7 separate regions of the Mus musculus genome follow, and all the other regions are linked to region 6. Evidence: chromatin contacts called from public ChIA-PET, Hi-C, HiChIP or PLAC-seq and promoter capture Hi-C data. All regions are on one chromosome and are shown on one strand. The core of a region is the stretch at or near the end of the contact, and the rest is flanking DNA. Distances in the headings are between cores, read along the strand shown.

The links. Promoter capture Hi-C pulls out the DNA fragments that hold promoters and counts their contacts. A called contact is a pair of places that touch in the nucleus more often than the background predicts. ChIA-PET counts read pairs in DNA pulled down with a chosen protein or histone mark. HiChIP or PLAC-seq counts read pairs in DNA pulled down with a chosen protein or histone mark.
Region 1: a contact with region 6 is called in a Hi-C map of CD8 T cells, with 3 times the contacts expected there. The contact joins the enhancer-like site here to the promoter of Eno1 in region 6. A contact is called at or near these places in 1 of 484 Hi-C or Micro-C datasets (CD8 T cells), 3 of 115 datasets of contacts at active chromatin or transcription factors (bone marrow-derived macrophages, double positive thymocytes and memory CD8 T cells) and 1 of 9 other capture datasets (adipose tissue).
Region 2: a contact with region 6 is called in an RNA polymerase II ChIA-PET map of memory CD8 T cells, with 311 read pairs. The contact joins the enhancer-like site here to the promoter of Eno1 in region 6. A contact is called at or near these places in 4 of 39 promoter capture datasets (the C10 cell line, the HPC-7 cell line and second pharyngeal arch cranial neural crest), 5 of 484 Hi-C or Micro-C datasets (CD4 T cells, bone marrow-derived macrophages, embryonic stem cells and 2 more), 18 of 115 datasets of contacts at active chromatin or transcription factors (the SCID.adh cell line, T-cell acute lymphoblastic leukemia, bone marrow-derived macrophages and 14 more) and 3 of 9 other capture datasets (adipose tissue, liver and pancreatic islet).
Region 3: a contact with region 6 is called in an H3K4me3 HiChIP or PLAC-seq map of embryonic stem cells, with 7 times the contacts expected there. The contact joins the promoter of Slc45a1 here to the promoter of Eno1 in region 6. A contact is called at or near these places in 1 of 39 promoter capture datasets (hippocampal neurons), 10 of 115 datasets of contacts at active chromatin or transcription factors (bone marrow-derived macrophages, embryonic basal ganglia, embryonic forebrain and 4 more) and 2 of 9 other capture datasets (macrophages and pancreatic islet).
Region 4: an H3K27ac HiChIP or PLAC-seq map of extraembryonic endoderm stem cells shows a contact between it and region 6. The contact joins the enhancer-like site here to the promoter of Eno1 in region 6. A contact is called at or near these places in 11 of 39 promoter capture datasets (the 3T3-L1 cell line, the C10 cell line, the HPC-7 cell line and 5 more), 5 of 484 Hi-C or Micro-C datasets (CD4 T cells, bone marrow-derived macrophages, embryonic stem cells and 2 more), 22 of 115 datasets of contacts at active chromatin or transcription factors (the 230-238 cell line, the SCID.adh cell line, T-cell acute lymphoblastic leukemia and 16 more) and 3 of 9 other capture datasets (adipose tissue, liver and pancreatic islet).
Region 5: a contact with region 6 is called in an H3K4me3 HiChIP or PLAC-seq map of bone marrow-derived macrophages, with 4 times the contacts expected there. The contact joins the enhancer-like site here to the promoter of Eno1 in region 6. A contact is called at or near these places in 9 of 39 promoter capture datasets (the 3T3-L1 cell line, the C10 cell line, hippocampal neurons and 3 more), 21 of 115 datasets of contacts at active chromatin or transcription factors (the 230-238 cell line, the SCID.adh cell line, T-cell acute lymphoblastic leukemia and 16 more) and 3 of 9 other capture datasets (adipose tissue, liver and pancreatic islet).
Region 7: a promoter capture Hi-C map of liver shows a contact between it and region 6, with 4 times the contacts expected there. The contact joins the enhancer-like site here to the promoter of Eno1 in region 6. A contact is called at or near these places in 4 of 39 promoter capture datasets (the C10 cell line, hematopoietic stem and progenitor cells, hippocampal neurons and 1 more), 2 of 484 Hi-C or Micro-C datasets (bone marrow-derived macrophages and nephron progenitors), 9 of 115 datasets of contacts at active chromatin or transcription factors (the NIH/3T3 cell line, bone marrow-derived macrophages, differentiating embryonic stem cells and 4 more) and 2 of 9 other capture datasets (adipose tissue and liver).

The regions. Positions count from the first base shown.
Region 1 is chr4:149,853,104-149,855,803 of GRCm38.p6, forward strand. No RefSeq gene overlaps it. Among named protein-coding and RNA genes, the nearest start is that of Gm13070, 48 kb to the right of the region's middle. Within about 2 kb of position 1,283, at least 147 of the 459 cell types and tissues checked have an H3K27ac peak or open chromatin away from gene starts, as enhancers often do. A contact at or near this core is called in CD8 T cells, where this site is marked.
Region 2 is chr4:150,555,336-150,558,035 of GRCm38.p6, forward strand. All of the region lies in intron 11 of Rere (arginine glutamic acid dipeptide (RE) repeats), which reads left to right. Among named protein-coding and RNA genes, the nearest start is that of Gm52709, 89 kb to the left of the region's middle. Within about 2 kb of position 1,261, at least 225 of the 459 cell types and tissues checked have an H3K27ac peak or open chromatin away from gene starts, as enhancers often do. A contact at or near this core is called in the HPC-7 cell line, the SCID.adh cell line, adipose tissue and 11 more, where this site is marked.
Region 3 is chr4:150,650,807-150,653,506 of GRCm38.p6, forward strand. It overlaps Slc45a1 (solute carrier family 45, member 1), which reads right to left and starts at 1,368. Exons shown (of 9, transcript NM_173774.3): 1 at 1,221-1,368.
Region 4 is chr4:150,571,216-150,573,915 of GRCm38.p6, forward strand. The region is part of intron 12 of Rere (arginine glutamic acid dipeptide (RE) repeats); the gene reads left to right. Among named protein-coding and RNA genes, the nearest start is that of Slc45a1, 80 kb to the right of the region's middle. Within about 2 kb of position 1,431, at least 31 of the 459 cell types and tissues checked have an H3K27ac peak or open chromatin away from gene starts, as enhancers often do. A contact at or near this core is called in extraembryonic endoderm stem cells, hepatocytes and liver, where this site is marked.
Region 5 is chr4:150,593,290-150,595,989 of GRCm38.p6, forward strand. The region is part of intron 12 of Rere (arginine glutamic acid dipeptide (RE) repeats); the gene reads left to right. Among named protein-coding and RNA genes, the nearest start is that of Slc45a1, 58 kb to the right of the region's middle. Within about 2 kb of position 1,397, at least 75 of the 459 cell types and tissues checked have an H3K27ac peak or open chromatin away from gene starts, as enhancers often do. A contact at or near this core is called in the SCID.adh cell line, adipose tissue, bone marrow-derived macrophages and 3 more, where this site is marked.
Region 6 is chr4:150,235,820-150,238,519 of GRCm38.p6, forward strand. It overlaps Eno1 (enolase 1, alpha non-neuron), which reads left to right and starts at 1,378. Exons shown (of 12, transcript NM_023119.2): 1 at 1,378-1,521.
Region 7 is chr4:150,536,065-150,538,764 of GRCm38.p6, forward strand. The region is part of intron 11 of Rere (arginine glutamic acid dipeptide (RE) repeats); the gene reads left to right. Among named protein-coding and RNA genes, the nearest start is that of Gm52709, 70 kb to the left of the region's middle. Within about 2 kb of position 1,252, at least 12 of the 459 cell types and tissues checked have an H3K27ac peak or open chromatin away from gene starts, as enhancers often do. A contact at or near this core is called in hepatocytes and liver, where this site is marked.

The DNA.
Region 1 (2,700 bases), core at 33-2,532, 380 kb before region 6:
AGATAAGAACGGTCCTCATAGACTCACAGATTTGAATGCTTATTGTCTTAGTCAGTATTCTATTGCTGTGAAGAGACAGACACCTTTGCAACTCTTAAAAGGAAAGCATTTAACCAGGGCTTGGCTTACAGGTTCAGAGGCTTAAGTCCATTATATTATTTTAGGAAGCATGGTGGCACATAAGCAGACATGGTGCCGGAGAAGGAGCCAAGAGTTTTACATTCAGATCAGCAGGCAACAGGAAGAAAAAGAGACACTGGGCCTGGTTTGAATTTCTGAAACCTTAAAGCCTACCCCCAGTGACACACTTCCTCCAACAAGGCCACACTTCCTCCACACTCCTATGGGGGACATTTTTATTCAAACCACCATACTTAAGTCACCGAGGAGTGGAAGGAACTCTGATAGGATTAGCTGAATCAGGAGGTGTGACCCTGTTGGAGGAAGTGTGTACTCAGGGTGGGCTTTGAGGTCCAGTCTCTCTCTGCTTCCTGCATGTCAGGATGTAGAACTCTCACCAACCTCTCCAGCACCATGTCTGTCTGTGTGCTGCCAAGCTCTCTGTCATGATGACAATGGACTAAACCTCTAAAACCCACAGTTGAATGGGTTCTTGGTTAAGAGTTGCCTTGGTCATGGTGTCTCCTCACAGTGACAGAATAGTAACTAAGCCAGTGCCCTGATCCATGTCCTCTGCATGTGTGGCAAGTGCTCTTAACCACTGAGCCATCTCTCCAACGCCCACCATCACTTTGCTGTTTTAAAGAGAGAGCTTCTTGGCTAGACCAGACTGGCCTTGAACTCACAGAGATCAGACTGCCTCTGTTTCCTGAGGGCTGGGATTAGAAGCACGTACCACCACACCCCTCATATAGATTTTGGGATTCTTACCTTAGGCCTGTAAGTTGCTGAACTCATTCTTACACTCCATAGGAAACAAAGCTCTATGGAAGTTCAGCAGAAAGCGCTCTAGAACAGTGGTTGTCAACCTTCCTAATGCTGTGACCCTTTAATACACTTCTTCATGTTGTGGTGGCCCCAACCATAAATTATTTTCATTACTGTTTCACAACTGTAATTTTACTACTGTTAGGAATAGTAATGTAAATATCTGATATTCAGGATATCTGATATGTGACCCTGATGAAAGGGGTCGTGATCCTCCCAGGGAGAACCACAAAACACTCTTGCCCCTGTGGGCTTTTGAATATTGGCCAGAGTCAGCCAATCCAGTCATGGGGGCGGGGCTACCACGTTTCCCATCTCTACGGCAACGACTCTGCTCTTTGAGCTTCCCCATGACGTCACCAGCACACGCTGTCTGCGTGAGAAGCCCAGATGTAGAAGCTGTACTAGCAGGTGTGAAAGGAAAAAAAAAAAAAAAAAAAAAAAGAGCATGGCCTGGGACACTGCGCATGTGCCACCTCAGGTCGGCGCTCACTTCGGCTTCAGTTCGCAGTCTAGGGTTTGCTGGAACTTGGCTCCTGTAATCTTAGCCGCAGATATGAGATGCTGCAGCGTTTCTCTGGCTTGCTTTGAGCCGCCGGCGGGCGATACCCGCATAGTGCTCTGTTCATCTTGTCGTTAATATCCATTGGCGTGCCTCCACCATGCCTAGCCTCTCTGACTGCTACATGAACTCACAAATCGCTGTTGCTAGCAAGCTGGCCATCTTCCTAACGTGCTCCTGAGCTCTGTGGGCCAAGGAGAGCCTCAGCCACGCGTTCTAGAGTCACAGGTAACACAGAACAGGCCACTGTGGACTTGAGAATTTTGACTATGTAACAGACCTGGCAGGAATGAAGATATTCTAAAGAGATACTGGGCGCCAGACCCGGGAAAGGGGGGAGACTGTCTTCTAGAGAGATCTACACAGTCCTAACACCTTGCAGATGGCCCTGCAAAACAGACTGGAGCGGATCACGGGTGGGACCACACCTTTCTGGAGACTGATTAGTTATGCATAGCTCCTGTCTTCTCTTTAAACAGAAACCTCATGTTAGAACCCTGAAGACGGGTTTATAGGGTACAGGACCTCTTTGTCCCTTTTCCTTACGTGGCCATGTCGCATGAATCTTCTTTTCTGCTTTTTACTGTTATTTGTTTCTGTAACTGACTCACTGGGGACAGGATGCTGAGTCTAGATTGTCAGGGCTGCTAGGACCTAGGCTCTGACCCCGGCAATGCCAGTAACGATAGAGCAGCCATTCTGCACTATGCATTGTGCAGATATTCCCAGTGGGTTGGGTTTCCTATGCGGATCGCACTATCTTTGCCACAAATGATAGCGCGGCTCGCTGATAAAGTTGAGCACCAGCTGTGCTAGGCAGTTGTTACTACTCATTAAGACAATAATCTAGGGCCCAGCAGGGAGCTAAGAACCAACTTGAAATTGAATCCTAGCCCCACTTTTTTTTAGATCTTTTTATACAATATATGCTAACCTTACTTTCCTCTTCCCCAACTTCTTCCAGATTCTACCCACCCAAATCCATACCCTTTCTTTCTCTCATTAGAAAAAAAAAAAAGGCACGTAAAAAGAAAATAGAATTCAAACAAACAAACAGGAAGAAGAGAGAGAGAGAGCCAGAAGTGCAAAAGAAACACGTACTGATGCAGAGACACACACCCACACGCAGAAATCCTGTAAAAACACAGAATCAGAAACCATACTGTATAAGCAAAGAGCCTCTTACCTCT
Region 2 (2,700 bases), core at 11-2,510, 320 kb after region 6:
CCGGCCCTCTCTGACAGATGAATCCTACGAAAGCTGAGGGTTTGGAAATGGATTCCCTAAGAACTATTTGAATCATCAGTCTGGTCCCCAGGAGAGTCCTGGAGACCTGGTAGGATATGGGTTGGTAGTATAAAGAGAGGGTCATCCTGGGCGCCCAAGCATGAACTGGCTGACATTGCTTTGATAGAATACTTCTGCCCTTGTACTCTGAAGCCCATGTTGTGAGCTCACACTGAAAAAAAATGCACACCACCACCTCTTCCCTATAGCAGACCCTCAGGTAGTTTTGCTCTTTATTGTTAATGTAGCACACACACCACTCCAGCACACCTTTTAAAATGTTCAGGTGCCGGGCGTGGTGGCGCACGCCTTTAATCCCAGTACTTAGGAGGCAGAGGCAGGCAGATTTCTGAGTTTGAGGCCAGCTTGGTCTACAAAGTGAGTTCCAGGACACCCAAGGCTACACAGAGAAACCCTGTCTAGAAAAATCAAAAAAGAAAAAAAAGGAAAAAATGTTTAGGTGGAGCTGGAGAAATGTCTTGCTGGTAAGACTTGGCCACTCTCAAGAGGCCCTGGCTTCAGTTCCCAGTACCCACATTGCTGTGGACAGGAGCCTGTAAGTCTAGTTCTAAGGTATATGACACCATCTTCTGGCCTTCTCAGGGACTGCACAAATGCAGTGCACTACATACATGCAGGCAAACACTTAATATACATAAAAATAAACTTTAAAAATGTTTTAGTGATGGAATTTCATTATCACTGGCTCCCTCTGAAGTCCCATGTATTTAGGCAAACACAAACTGTTTTTTAGGAGACTTAGGTTGGCCAGAATGACAAAGTATCTATGGCATAAAACAGATTAAGAATTGCCCCTTGTTTCTGGAACATTCAAGATGTCAGGTTCAATGCCATGGCCTCAGAGTTGGTACTTATTATACCTGTGGGCGCCGTGTGTGCTGGCTTAGGACACAGACCCTAGGGGCTGCGCATGCTTCCTTAGACTCTTGTGTCTCAAACTGGTCAAATCAACATTATCCTAAGAATAGAATGCATTCTGATAATCCAGGTCACAGTTAAGCATTTGGGAGTCCAGTTGGAACCACCAGCACGTGTGGCTTCCAGGAGGTCCTTGATCAACCCTGAAGAGGAAGGACACTCTTGTTGTCTCTAAGCCACAGTGAACAGTTGAAGAGTTTCTTGGTTTTTATCAAGCAGTTGTGACTTCCCCTGTAACGTAGTTGTCTGGGTTGTTCCTTTAACGTCCTCCTCCATCAGTCGCTGTTCTCCTTCCGGTGCTTCTCTGGCTGCTGATTTCCTCTGCGCACCAGGTCCCCTGACTTGAAATGACAAGGCCGCATTTAGCTCAGGTTTCTCAAACGCTGCGACTTCATCTCGTTTACAGTATCACATTTCTGTTGCAGTACACTGTGTGATCTGGGCCTCCCCACAGCATTTTAACAATTGGTAATTGGGCAGGAAGTATGTTTTTATTACAGGGGCCTTTTGATTTTGATTTTACAGTCATGTCGTGTTTAGCAGAGAGCAGGAGGTGGGCAAGTAGTGCTCTGAAACACATTTGTGACAGAGAGAAGTCTGTTGTTTCAGCCACTTGGCTATCTGTCAGCTCTTCTCAGACTTCCCCCTTGTGCTGGTTGCCTGGCAACCTGGGGCTGGAGCAATCAAACCGTGGCCAGTGCTTTTCCAAGCCCAGATTGGGAGATGATTTATTGGTGAAACTGTAAGCACCGTAAACCAAGCCTTAGAAATGGATCTCTCTTCCCCTCCCCCTCTCGGTTTATAGGAACGACGTTGCGAAAAGATAAAAGAAGGAAGTTAATTGGAGGATTTTTATCACACATACACACAGAAAAGAATAAAATTAGGTCCTTGTTGTGTCCACATATTGTTATTGGAACTTCTTCCTTTATTGCTTTCTTTTTTTTCTCTCTCCTTTTTTTTTTTTTTTTCCTTCGAGACAGGGTTTCTCTGTGTAGCCCTGGCTGTCCTGGAACTCACTCTGTAGACCAGGCTGGCCTGGAACTCAGAAATCTGCCTGCCTCTGCCTCCCAAGTGCTGGGTTTAAAGGTGTGCACCACCACTGCCCAGCTGGTGGGTCTCTTTCAAGCGTGTGCACAGTATGTGTCTGTGTGAGCACAGTATGTGTCTGTGTGAGCACAATATGTGTCTGTGTGAGCACAATATGTGTCTGTGTGAGCACAATATGTGTCTGTGTGAGCCTATTATAGAAGACAGGGCTTCTGATTGTTCTTTCTGAACACGCCCAGGCTCCCCACTTTCTGCTTCTGCCCATGCTGCCTTTTCTCCCATCCCCCACATTACCTCCACTTTTCTTTTTTGAGATAATCTTTCAGTGTAGCTAGCCTAGCCTTGAACAGCTGTCTTGCCTTCACCAGCAAAATGCCAGAAGTAATGGGTGCCCCCTGCTCCTAACTAAAGTCACTCTAGCAAGATGGATTTTCCTGCCAAAATGAAACTCCACAGCTCTTATGACAGTATCTCCTTCCTAACCTCAGATACCTTCTCCAACAAACAAGTGCAGGGAACCATGTTCTGCATCAGAAGGGAGGAGGGGGCAGAAAAGTCTCAGCTTGCAGCTCAGTGTGTCCAACTGTGAATGCAAATGCATTAGTAGTGTGTTTGTATCCCTTTTAAGCAGATAGAGCTGATCTGTTTGTG
Region 3 (2,700 bases), core at 118-2,617, 410 kb after region 6:
TCAAGAAAAAAAATGTTAAATGCTTTACAAAATTTTATACTGTGACAGATTTTTTTAAAGTTACTTTTCTGTGGGCAGTTAGAGACACAACCTCTGACTTGCAGCAGGATACACCAGGCTAGCCCACCCAGGAGCTTCAAGAGATTTCCATCTCTGCTTCCTATCCAGCCCTAGGGCTGCCAGGATTGCAGGTACACGATACCACTACTGGTGGCTTTAAATGGGACATGGGGATTCAAATTCAGGTCCCCTTGCTTGGGCAGCAATTTCTTTATCCACTGAGCCATCCCTAACCTGTTATGGGCTGTTTCAACAGCACTTGATTAACAAAAAAGAAACATGCAATAACCTGAATACTTAAAAAAATGTATCTCACTTGGAATCAACCCATTTTCTTTTCTCTTTTCTGTTAAACAAAACAAAACGAAATGAAACAAACAAACAAACAAAAAACGGGGGGAGGGGGCTTTCCACCCATGGGGTTGCCTTAGGGTCAGTTCTCTTTCACCTCCTACAGATTCTCAGAGCTGTTAGTTCAAACCTCTTAAGGGGATGGAGCACTGAATCGGGGCCCAGTTCTGCTACATCTCCGGGACTTTGACTCCTTACTCAGGGCTAACTTGCCTCCAAAGTCCCGACTAGAAGCACTCTGACTTTGTTTCATCAGCACCTGACTCTCCTCCCCCTAAGAACAGGAAAACAAACGTTCTAACGACTCCAGGGGTCGTGAGAGGTTATTATCCAGAAGAGAATGAAGGGGAGGTTTGCCCGCCTCTAGTGTCAGCTTTAGCATGACACCCTCAGCGATATGACTCAGGACAGAGGTAATGACAGGGTGCTGTTCCCCATAACCCAGACATCCCAGGAGATGTTTTACAAAGGCCCCTGACCATCCAGAGGACTCAGCCTCAGGGAGGAGGTGAACCGGAAGCTGATGACACCTGCCCAGGTGGCCGGGAACAGGCCTGGGGCTCAATAAACAGAGCAGACGCTGGGTGCAAATTTTACCAGACTGCTTCTCCCTCTAGGCCTGCGGTTGCTGCGCCCCCGGAGGTTCCATTCTCAGCTTAATTCACTAAACATCCAAGAAGAACAAAGGTCTCCATGCCTGCCTAGAGCCCCCAGCCTGGGCACTAGTATCATCCTGGGGCCTAAGCAGCATTGCTCCCGGCGCCAAGCCGCGGAGCTGGGCAGAGGGCGCAGGAGGAAACGCCCGGTACCTGTACGTCCAGACGGGAGGCATCCCTTTCCCAGGCTGGGTTCCTGGTTCTTCGGGGTACAGCTCCGTCCTAGCCCGGCGCCCCCGGCCCCGCCGCGGCAGCTGCAGCATCACCCCGTGGGGCGGGGCCGTGACGTCACGGCTGCATCCCGCCGCTAGGTCCCGCAGAGCATCCTTAAAGCAGCCGGTTGGCTGTGCCATCGCACCTTTGGGGACAACCGGGGTCTATAGGCAGAATGCAGGAGTGGGAGGCAGTATGACTTTGTGGGACCAGTTCCAAAAACAGAACAAAACAAAAAAACCTGAGCGAAAAAAGAAAGACAGACATATAATAGTTTATGTTTGTTTTTCCATGGTCATGAATGTATTATAAAAGCACTTGCCGGGGCCCGTGACTGTTCTTCCTCATTCTCATTTTAAAGGAAATACATACATTTTTGTGTCTTCAATTCTAAGTAAATAGCCGTGCATATGTTTATAGATAAACACGTACCCCCTAAAATTGTGCCCATTGCACTAAACCAATCCCCCAAAGTATTACACTCATTATTCTGGCCACAGATCCATCAGGTGGCCGGGCTATGCCAGGCTTTATTCTAGACCCCTTGATGTAAGGAAGAGAGGGGGAAACCTTTCCGACCTCAGGGTTGACAGGCTAGAGAGGAATATACACATTAAATAGGATAAATAAAATAAATACGTAGGTGCTGGAGAGATGACTCAGTGGTAACAAGCCTTGCCAAGCAAGTCTGGAGATCTGAATTCAGTCCCTGGAACCCACTAAAGGTGGAAGGACAGATTCAACTCCAGTAATGTGCCCTCTGATCCTCCCCATAGCATCTGTGACACACACCCACCACTGCGCATATTCACAGTAAAGCATGCCAATGGTGTGTCAGAACACACAACTCCCTCAGAATACATACAATTTCAGATGAAACTGCTAAGGTAGAGAGATTATGGTGACTCTCCCGGGACTCTGCTGCCCACCAGTGACTGTGGCTGAAGTTGACTGTGTAGTTGCATGTCACTGAGAGTCTTAGTTCAGCTTCTGCACAGGGCATACATGTGTGCAGGCATGCAGTCTTTACTTGCCTAGCAACATTTTTGTAAGGGAAGAGGACACCTATGTTGGCTGTGACTAAACACAAACACAAGAAACAACTCCAGGGAGAGGGCTTATTCTGGCCTCTCGTTCTAGAGAACAGCGTAGGGGCGGGAGGGTGAGGCGCTACCCACACCACACCCACGATCTGGAAGCAGAGAGAGAGAGAGATGAAGGCTCCTTTGCATGCAGTCCAGGCCCCCAGCCATGGGATGGTGCAGCCCACATTCAGTGTGGGTCTTACATACTTAATGAAGCGGCCAGGTAAACACGGTGATGCTTCTTAGGAGAGACCAGATGCCATGGGGTTGATAATCAATATTTACGATCTCCAGCAACTCCAGCAAACAAGAAAGCAGGTAGATAGGGGGTGTGG
Region 4 (2,700 bases), core at 181-2,680, 340 kb after region 6:
AGAACCCTGATAACTGGGGAGAAAGGTTCTGAGATTCCAAGTATATCCCAGTAAACAGATTTCTCCAGTTAATGATAACTAAGTTAAGATTAAATCATCATTGTGCATCTAAATGTGTGGAGATGGGCCACTGAGAGGACTCAAACTATAGATATTAAGATATATTGTGGAAACAACCTGTTTCTTACTCTTTCCAGAACAGGTTTTGAAGAGACTTTGTAATGGAGAGCAGAGCAGCAGCAGCGATGTAAAAACTCTTAAGTGTTCTGAGAATCTCATATTTTCTAAGTTTGTTACATACTTTAATGCTAGGCAGTGGTGTCGCACACCTTTAATCCCAGCACTTGGGAGGCAGAGGCAGGCGGATTTCTGAGTTTGAGGCCAGCCTGGTCTACAGAGTGAGTTCCAGGACAGCCAGGGCTACACAGAGAAACCCTGTCTCTAAACAAACAAACAAACAAACAAACAAAAAACAAAATAAAAAAAGAGTGTCTTGACTCAAAAGTAGCAGCCTTCTTTGGGCTGAGTAGAAAAGTCAGTGAGATGTGTCAAGTTGATAGCTCATTTTTAGCCTATCAGCTCAGTTGGTCTTTTTGTTTGTTTGTTTGTTTGTTTTGTTTTTTTTTCTTTTTGTTTTTTTTGTTTTTTTTTTTTTTTTTTTTTTTTTTTTTGTTACTGGTGCTGGGATTGAGCCCTTAGCAATTATCTCAACCCTCCTGCTCTAGACTCTTATCTGTCTCTTTTATCTGCTGAAAGTTGTAAATCGTAAAGATCTGACAAAAGAAATCTGGACAATCTTTTTATCTTGATGCTTTGTAGGACCGGAAGGGAGGAAGCAAGGAAGAAAAAAGAAAAGTAGTACAATTGAGGATTAAACCAAAATCTTAGATGGAGGTGGGGGCTGGGGATGCTGGGAATCCATCCAGGGTCTTGTGCTTGCTTAACAACCTTGGAAACGCAAGACAGTTTTATTCAGCAGAGTAGCAGAAAGCAGGCCTGGCTGACCTTTAACCTAGCACAGTGTTCCTTACCTGGTTTCCTAACTAGAAAGTCTGTCCTAATCCCACCTGACCCTGGCTGCCCACGTCAGGGTCTGATTCAGTTAACTTGTGCCCTTTCCTGCTGCGGAGCAGCCCTGTCATTCCAGGGATGCTTCCCCTCACCTGCCATGCCTGTGCCTTCTCTAACACCGTTCCCTCCCAGTTCCCAGCCGTTTCGTGTGGGCACAGTCCCTAGAGTACAGGAAGCAGAGAGGTCTGCAGCCCTGGAGGGCCTCTCCCACTTCTGCTGAGTGTCATTAGGTCCCACTCCCTTCTCCTTGCTTGGGAGGAGTTTGGTAGTTGGGTGAATCTCTTAATTGTTCTAGTCAGCTGGGAGAGGCACTTGTCTTATATTTTCCTTAGCTATCTACCGAGCCTGGCTAATCATTACAGACCACTAAGGGAGGAGGCAAAGGTCACTTCATTCTGTTGCAGAAGATGAGGGACTTTGCAGGTACCAGTGTTCCAGAACTTCCTTGATAAAAACCTTATGGTTATGAAACTTTCTATAGAAAATTCTTACAATCTAGATGCTTTGCCACATTTTCTTCTATTGTATTACGGGCTTCTTTCTTTGCTAGTCCCAGAAGATTTGAAACATCAGAAGGGCATGACTGGGTTCTGGGGGGGTCAGCAGACCTGTGTTGTATCGATGGTCTGGCCGGTATCTATAGCACCTGATCTCTCTGAAGGTTTTTTCTGGCTTAGTTTGATGCTGTGGGAAGTTCAAATCACATTTTGACAGGTTACTGGGAAGTTATTGTTTCTGAAATGGTGCTTCTTTGCATGAGACAGATGTTCTCAGCCTAAAAAAAAGTGGGGTGCTGGGGCCTGGGAGACCCTGGAGAGATGGCTCATAGCTTAAGAGCACTTCCTGTCCTAACAGAAGAACAGGACTCACTTGACAGCGCCTACATCCGGCATCTAAATCTCTTGTTACTGTAGCTCAGGAGATCTAGCACTCTCTTTAGACCTCTCAGCACACACACACACACACACACACACACACACACACACACGGCATACAGGCGTATATATAAAACAAATAAAATTGAGATTTTTTTTTTAACTTTTTTTTTTTTTTTTTTTGGTTTTTCGAGACAGGGTTTCTCTGTGTAGCCCTGGCTGTCCTAGAACTCACTCTGTAGACCAGGCTGGCCTCGAACTCAAGAGATCCACCTGCTTCTGCCTCCCGAGTGCTGGGATTAAAGGCGTGCGCCACCACGCCCGGCTTTTTTTTTTTTTTTTTTTTTTTACTTTTATTGTATGTATATGATGTTTTGCCTGAGGAGGTCAGAAGAGGGTATCTGTGGATCCTCTAGAACAAAGTTACAGTTGCAGATGGTCATGAGCTACAATGTGGGTGCTGGAAATTAATCCTGGGCCCTCTGGAAAAGCAGTCAATGCTCTTAATTGCTGAGCCATCTCTCTAGCCTCAGAATAAATATTTTTAAAGATTATTTTATGTGTATGAGTGTTTTGCATGTATGTATGTCTGTGCACCACATGGATGCCTGCAGAGGTCAGAAGGGGGCATTTGATCCCCTGGAACTAGAATTACAGACAGTTACGAACCACCATGTAGGTGCTGGTAATCAAACTGTGTTCTCTACAAAAACAGCAAGCAGCAAGTATTCTTGTTTGTTTTGTTTTGTTTTGT
Region 5 (2,700 bases), core at 147-2,646, 360 kb after region 6:
CTTGCATATAAGTCTGTACTATATGCATGCAGTGCCCATGGAGGCCAGAAGACAGTATCAGATCTCCTAGATAGAAAATTGTGAGATGCTAAGTGGTGTGTGTGGATGCTGGGACCTGAACTTAGGTTTTCTGGAAGAAAAGCCTGTGCTCTTAAATACTGAGCCATCTCTTTGATCCTTAAAAAGATAATTTAAAAGAATTATTATTCCAGCCTCTGGGGAGACCGGAAGTTGCAGGGTCTGAAGTTAGGGAACTCTGAAGAACCACTCTCTTTAGAAAGGAGATGGTCTAAAGGTACAGCTTAGTGGTAGAGCACATGCTTAGCATGTGAAGGCCCTAAACTCAGCTGCAGCACAAAGAGCAAATGTGTGAAATGGAAGGGAGTCCGGCCCTGTGTTGGAACTCAGGCTGCCCTAAAGCCAGCCTCCTAGCCCTGACCTCTGTCCCCTGCACCAAACCATTCTAACTGTGGTCAAGGAAACCAGGAATAACTCTTGACTTTTCTATTACATTTTGTTGGGTTTTATATCTTACAAAATTGTATATGGGTATTATGCCTTTTTTTTTTAACTTTAAAAAAATATGACATTCTGTAAGACAACGTGTGGTTTTAGGTTGTTTATTTAAGAGATGAGTTAGCATATTCTTCTTACTACCCATTCATTTTGTAACTATTTACTAAATAGCTACAGCATTACATAATTGTAATGCAGTGGTAGTAGGTGTGGCTATGCTCAGTGCTTCAAAAAACCAGGAAGTGCAGGGGAGGAAATGGTAGTTTGTCTTTGGTTTTATGGGGTTTTGGTAGGTTTTTTTTGTTTTGTTTTGTTTTTTGTTTGTTTGTTACTGGTTTGTTTTTTTGTTTTGTTTTTTGTTTTTTGAATAAAGCCCGTGTTCTCTAGTTACAGATGTCAGGTCTGTGACAGAGACAGTGTAAGTGACAGTGTGTGAAGCCAGGCCCTACTGGGCAGATTAGGAACCCTGCTCAGGTTCCACTCACATACTCCATGTAGCCTTGAACTCCAGATTTTATTATCTGCACCCACCAGGGACTGGGATTTGAAGCATGTGCCTGACATGACAGGACACTGGGAATTTCAAACAGAAAATGTAAGGGACACAGTATGGAAACTGTAATAGGCTGGGTTATAATGCCCGAGAGCAGTGGCTCTCAGCCTTCCTACTGCCCTTTGATACAGTTCCTCATTTTGTGATGACCCCTCCCCCACCATAAAATTATTTTTGTTTCTGTTTTGGAATTATAATTTTGCTACTGCTATATGTCATAATGTAAATATCTGTGGTTGAGAAAGAGTCATTCGACCTCCAGAGGGGTCACAACCCACAGGTTGAGAGCAGCAGCTCTAGAGTATCCCACATGACCACAAGAAATACTCATAGTTTGCCAATAGAAGTGTGTGTGCGTGTGTGTATGTGTAACTTTGGTGGTGGCTCACCCCTTTAATCCTGACACTTGGGAGGCAGAGGCAGGCGGATTTCTGAGTTCTAGGCCAGCCTGGTCTATAAAGTGAGTTCCAAGACAGCCAGGGCTATACAGAGAAACCCTGTCTCCAAAAAAAAAAAAAAAAGTAAAAAATAAAAATAAAAGGAAAGAAAAGAAAAGAAAAGTAGTTACAGGATGTTGCAAGTCCCCCAACATCAGTGTCCAGTCAACATCAGTGATAGTTCTTCACCGAACTTGCCCCAGAAACCCCTAGTAGCCAGCTGTAGACTGGTAGCTGTGTTTCTTGTTTTTGTTCTTAATCCTACTAAAACTCTGTTAATGTACATATCCTTCCTTTTTCTTATTTTGTGTGTGTGTGTGTGTGTGTGTGTGTGTGTGTGTGTGTGTGTGTGTGTTGGCTAGAGTCAAGCCCAGTACTTACTTGGTGAAGTCTGTGCCACTGCACTATATCCATCAAGAATTGACCCTCAGTTCTTCTGCTGATGAAATCAGAATGGAAGCAGGGTGGGCGGGGCAGCAGAGAGGCTGCTGGTGTGCATGGGCCTGCTAGTTCCTAGTGAGATGCTGAGCTGGGAGCTGGGCGTTTAGACTGTGTCCTTCCCAGGCACCATCACTAGCCCTGAGCTTTTTTTTAAAAACAAGTCTCACTGTGTAGCCCCAGCTGTCCTAGAACTAGCTATATAGATCAGGGTGGCCTCGAATAATGGCCTTACTCTATGGCTGTATGCGGTGCCTGTGGTTTGAGGTGAGTAAGAACAGAGGAAGAAAGTATATTTAAAGTTCATACTTCCCAGGTGAACTTAGTTCTGAATTTCTGGTCCTTTTGTTTGTTTGGGGTTTTTGATTTGTTTTAACTTTTGAGACAATGTTTCTGTGTATAGTACTGGCTGTCAACCACACCAATAAAGAAAGGCATCAATGTTGACCTCCGCTGACTGTGCAAGCAAGGGCCTCAGAGAGAGTTTAGAAGAGCAAGAAAAGGCACAGCCAGGGAAGCCTAGTGTTCTGTTACCAGATCATGGAAGGAAATTCTGGCTCAAGGTAGTTTTTTAATAGGTTAATGAGTGTAAATGAAAAACTATCATTTGCAGCAGAAGGTGCTGGTCTGAGCTGTGTTGAGTCTTGTTTGTCCATACTGGCTGAGATTCTGGCCTATAGTGTTAGCATTAGTTGTATGATGTGCTGACGTTCTTCCTGTGTATGCAGAATGGGCCTCATTGCGTCCTGCTCACAG
Region 6 (2,700 bases), core at 128-2,627:
TTTTGGGTTTGTTTGTTTGGTTTTTTTTGGACAGGGTTTCTCCTTGTAACTTATCTGTTCAGGAACTAGCTCTGTAGATTAAAGGCTCACATTAGCACTGACTGGCTAGCTATCATCACTTTTATTTTTTCTCTTTTCTTCATTTCTTTCTTTTTCTCTTTTCTTTTCTTTTCTTTCTTTCTTTCTTTCTTTCTTTCTTTCTTTCTCTTTCTTTTTTTTTTTTTTTTGACAAGGTCTCATCACTATGCCCCATCTGAATTAGAATTCACTATGTAGACCAGGCAGGCCTTGAACTCAGAAATCCGCCTGCCTCTGCCTACCCACAGCTGTGGTTAAACACCAGCTTTATTTTCTTCATCAGAAGGGTGAAATGGCTCCACCCTGCGCTTCCGGACGTTTGTCACATCATTGTGGAATATTACTAGTCTAGACTTTTGAGAAATGCGTCGGGACGACTTGAGTATGAGTCTCAAGAACTGGTAGGTCAAGAACATCGAGGCCACAAGCAGGGGAAAGAAGTATTAGATCTTTAAACAAAGGAACATTAACATGGATGAAGAATAAATCCACACTGAGCTAGTACACCAGAGAAGTAAGGAAAGTTCTAAAGTAGGGTGGAGTGGCTGGGTGGGTGTAGCACAAAGGTACTGCCTTATTAGCGTGAGCTGGACAGTAGGATTCGGTACCCTCCACACAGTAACAAATGATTAGGTAATATTAAGGGAAAGGTCACTTTCCCTTGGCTACCTCGGCCTGAGACTCACTACAGCAAGGACAAAAGGACGGGGTCACCTTGGCAGATGGCACCAGAGAGCCAGGACCAGCGGCGAGGGCGCTCAGTGCGCAGGCGCAGTATCCATGCATTTCCCCCTCATCCCCCCCACCCCCACCCAATTCCACGCGGGAGTGAGGCCCTCTGGCCGCGCATCAACGTTTCCACACCGCCGGGGGCTCCAGAACCTCCCGGTGGGGGGTTGGCCGGCTGGAGGGCCGAGCCGCGAAGGTCATCAGCAAGGTCGTGGGCCGGACGTGTGGCGCCGCAGCCACGCCGAGTGCGTGTGAGACTCGGAGTACGTGCGGCGGGCTCAAGCCCTCATGCCCGCCGCGCAGCCCAGCCCCGCCCCGCCCCGCATCCGGGCTCCGTAGACCCTCGGCCGGGCCCCAGGTTCCCAGCCGGAGGCTCGCCAGGCATTCCAGCTATGCCCCAAGCAGGCTAGGCCCAGAAAGGCAGGACAACCCCCGCCCCCGTGCCCTCGCCCCTAGTCTGGGCAGGCCGAGCGGCCGCCTCGGTCACGCTCTTCTATTGGAGTGATGGCACGCTGAGCCAATGGGGAGGCGGCGCGGAGGGAGGGCGGGCCCGAAAGGGGAGAACTGGGCGGGGCTTAACGAGCAGGAAAGGAAGACAGAGTGGGAGGCGCTTAGTGCTGCTCCGGTACAGGGTCGCGCTCGCGTCTGTCCTTAAGGCTCTCCTCGGTGTCCACGGCACCCTCTTTCCTTGCTTTGCAGCGATCCTACTGCCAGGTATGGTCCTTGTCTCCACCGGGGTCAGCTCTCCTACTAGCTTCGCTTGGGGACCCGGTGGGCACGTGCACCCACTAGCCTGGGCGGGAGCCGCTATCCGGGGAGCACTCGGGTCAGCCTCGTGGAAGGACGCAGGCTCTTGGAGGGTGGAGGTGTGAGCCCCACCAGTGATCACCGAGTTTCAGGGTTGCAATGTAACCGGGTTCCCAAGCAGACAACAGCAAATGCAGACCACGGATGATCGCGGCCGTGGAGAATAGAAAAGTACTTTCTGTGTAGTTAAGTGGAAGGTTTCAGAGGGAGGGAGAGCAACTTAAACCCCCGATGCTCATTAAATCCTTTCTCAGAATGGAAGGGCCAGAAATAAGGATGCCCAAGAGGCAGAGCGCCACACCCTAGTAGATCCTGCTGGGGCTGTAGCTCCTGGACCGCAATCGAGCGTCACTGGGCGGGAGTGGTCCAGCCCATCTCTGCTGTGGAATATTCCTGACCTGTGAGTGTCGGTTAGGTACTAAGAGTAGAGGAAATTGCAGCAGTCCCGTTGGATAATTGGGAAGCCCTCAGGAGACCTCGACGCAATTAGGCAAGAGCTACAGGTTTCCTGGGTGGCTACTAGCCGGCCGTGAACTGACTTAAGATGCATTTAAGAAAACTTCCTGTTCGTTCTGGCCTAGGCAGTGTGGTTCCTTGGCTGACTCGCTTTCGGGATAGACCACAGCTAGTCTGCTGATTAGCCTGACCGATAGGTCCACTTTTCTGCCCTTGGTCTGGCGTTCAATCCAGATAAAGACAGAGTGGGTGAGATTTTCTTCCTTTGGTTAAATACGTTTGCTGCCTAGCCTAAAGATCCAAGCTAGATAAAAAGGGTGGAGGGAGGGATCAACTCCTACAAGTTGTAAGGTCTTTGCAGAGCAAAGTGTGGCACGTGGGTGCTCCTCCGCCCCCATAAAGGAACCAGCCATGGAGATGCACACATGAAAGTGTAGCGCTAGGGATGCTGAGGCTGGAGGATCACTGAGTTCTGGTCAGTCTGGCATTCATAGAATCGGGCGAGTAAGAGAGAAGACAAAAGAGTATGGTTGAGGAATAGTAAGGTTTTGTAACATGGTAGGTAAAAAGTAGATACTTTATTCTTGGTGAGTGTACAAAGATCCTTTGTCTTAGAGAAGACAAAACCAC
Region 7 (2,700 bases), core at 2-2,501, 300 kb after region 6:
GGACAGGAAGACCTTGGGGAGTAAGAAGGGGAGAAAAGAAGTCTAGGCACTTAGGTGGAAACTGTGAATGCTATGTGCAAGAATTAAATAGAGAGGGTAGTGGCTGAGGCATAGTGAAGAGAGAGCAGAAGGGAGGAGGGGGAGGAGGTGGCCCCCAGGGGTAGGACAATTGTCTCCAAGTGGGGAACTGTGGTTGAAATGTTGTCATTTGCTCCACAAATACATTTTTCTGGTTAGTGGGCATTAGGGTCAGGTTCTTGTGTAAGGAAGGCAGAGCCACGGGAATTACATGTTCAGGTGATGGATGGCTAAAGCAAAAACCCCAAAACCTGAGCTGTTTTGAGAGGCCATGCTGACACACTTTCACCATAAGCCTGTTTTTATAGGAAGGAGCTAGAATTCCAGTTGGTACGATTTTCAGTTCTGCAAAAGCCTTTGGGCTGGAGAGATGGCTCAGTGGTTAAGAGCACTGACTGCTCTTCCAGAGGTCCTGAGTTCAAATCCCAGCAACCACATGGTGGCTCACAACCATCTGTAATGGGATCCGATGTCCTCTTCTGTTGTGTCTGAAAACAGCTACAGTGTACTCATATACATAAAATAAGTACACACACACACACACACACACACACACATACACACACACACACATATATATATATATAAAATAAAATCTTTAAGGAGCAAAAAGGACGGAGCGGCTGTGTAACTAGACTGTCTGAAATGTCCCTCTCCCTTGGCCTGTCACAGGGCATCATGCCTGTGCAAGTATAGTAATGACTGCATGTATCCATTCCTGCAGCCTGAACTGCATCTCTCCTGAGTGTCTCTCCTCATCTGTAGGCCATGGTTCCCTCACCTTCTCCTGCCTCCTCTGGTTGCTGCTTCCCCCACCCACCCACCCCCATCCCCCCTTCTTGCTCCACCTCCCACTGCTCCAGCCCTGACTCCACTGTCCTTTCTGGCATAACCTCTCATTCCCTCTGGAATGTTTAGAGTACACAGCAGAGTCCTCTCCTGCTTTTCTAAAAGAAAGATGAGTTCCTTTTCTGTAGCTCTTCTCATGCCAGCCCTGCTGCTGCAGGAGGGTGGGGGATGAGGAGCCTTGGGCATCTGAAAGAATCCAGCTTCATTTTGAAAAACAAAACAGGGATCCAAAGTGGCAAACATTCCAAGTGTAGAATAATGATTCTTAACCGTGGAAGCACACATTGATTTGGGCTCATTTTTACCATGTTTGCTTCTTGTTTGAGAAATAGTTTGGCAGCCACCCAGCCTTGCAGAGCTTAAGGGATCTAATGGTTCCCTTGTTTGTGAAAGCTAAGCTTTGCTTTCTGAAACCTCAAACCTGGAAGGTGAGTGAGAGGACATGATGGCTGATTGATAGGCTGGAGGGAGCTTCCGATTCACCTGTATCGAGTCTGAATAGCTAGCAGTGGCAACAGGGCAGCCCCGCTTTCCCTTAGCCTGCACTTGGCTATGAGAGCATCCGCTGTGTTAACGGGGCCCCTTCTGTTGAGTTCACCACATTTTCTCTGGTGATTTCTCCCTGGAAGTAACAGGAATAAGCTACACAAACGTCGCTAAGCTGAAATAGCTGCATATGCCTAACTCCCTTTGATTTCCCTTCTTGGTGTTCCATATACTTGGAACATTCTGGTCATTTTACTTTGCTGTCTTCAGCGTGTTAATTTGATCATAAACTCAGTATCTATCTGATGTACCTAAGTGACTTCCACAAAATGGGTTTTAAATGCTGAGATCAGAGTTCCTCTTCTGGGCTAGAAAGGTGACCTGCATTTCCTTACTTTGCCAAGCAACTGTTCCATGAAGAATCCAGCTTCTGTCCCATTGGTTCTCAACCTGTGTGATCTGGAGGTTGCATATCAGATATCCTATATATCAGATATTTACACTATGATTCATAACTGGCAAAATTACAGTTATGAAGTAGCAATGAAATAATTTTATGGTTGGGAGTCACCACAACCTGAGAAAGTATATTAAAGGGTCGCAGCGTTAGGAAGGGTGAGGACCACTAGTGTAGACCCTCACTGTACCTTAAAGCTGAGCTCAGTCCTCTGCCTGCTCTGGAACCATTGTCCCTTTCTGACCTATACCTTCTTTGCTCCTCTTTTTTCTTTCTCTTTTGTTTGTCCCCTTGAGACAGGTCTTATGTCCCAGGCTCTCAAGTCTCACGTGGAGCTGAGGTTGACCCTGAACTCCTTATCCTCCTGCCTCTACCTTCCAGGTGCCGGGATTGCAGACATGTGCTCTTTTTCATTGTTTTTATATTTAGATTTGTTGTTGTTTTGAATAAAACTTAAACACAAGCGAGGACCTCAGAGTGGCTTCAGACTGCCCTGGAGCTGGAGTCAGTGTGGATGTTGGGAGGTGATGACTCGTCTTCTATGGGAGCAGCAAGTGTCCATCCCGCAGGCTCTCTCCAGCCCTATCCATCTCCAGACCGAGTTGACTGTAGTCCTACTTTTTTTTTTTTTTAAAGATTTATTTATTTATATGTAAGTACAATGTAGCTATTCTCAGAAACCCCAGAAGAGGGCATCAGATCTCATAACAGATGGTTGTAAACCACCATGTGGTTGCTGGGGTTTGAACTCAGGACCTCTGGAAGAGCAGTCAGTACTCTTAACCTCTGAGCCATCTCTCCAGCCCTGTAGTCCTACTTTATAAACTTGT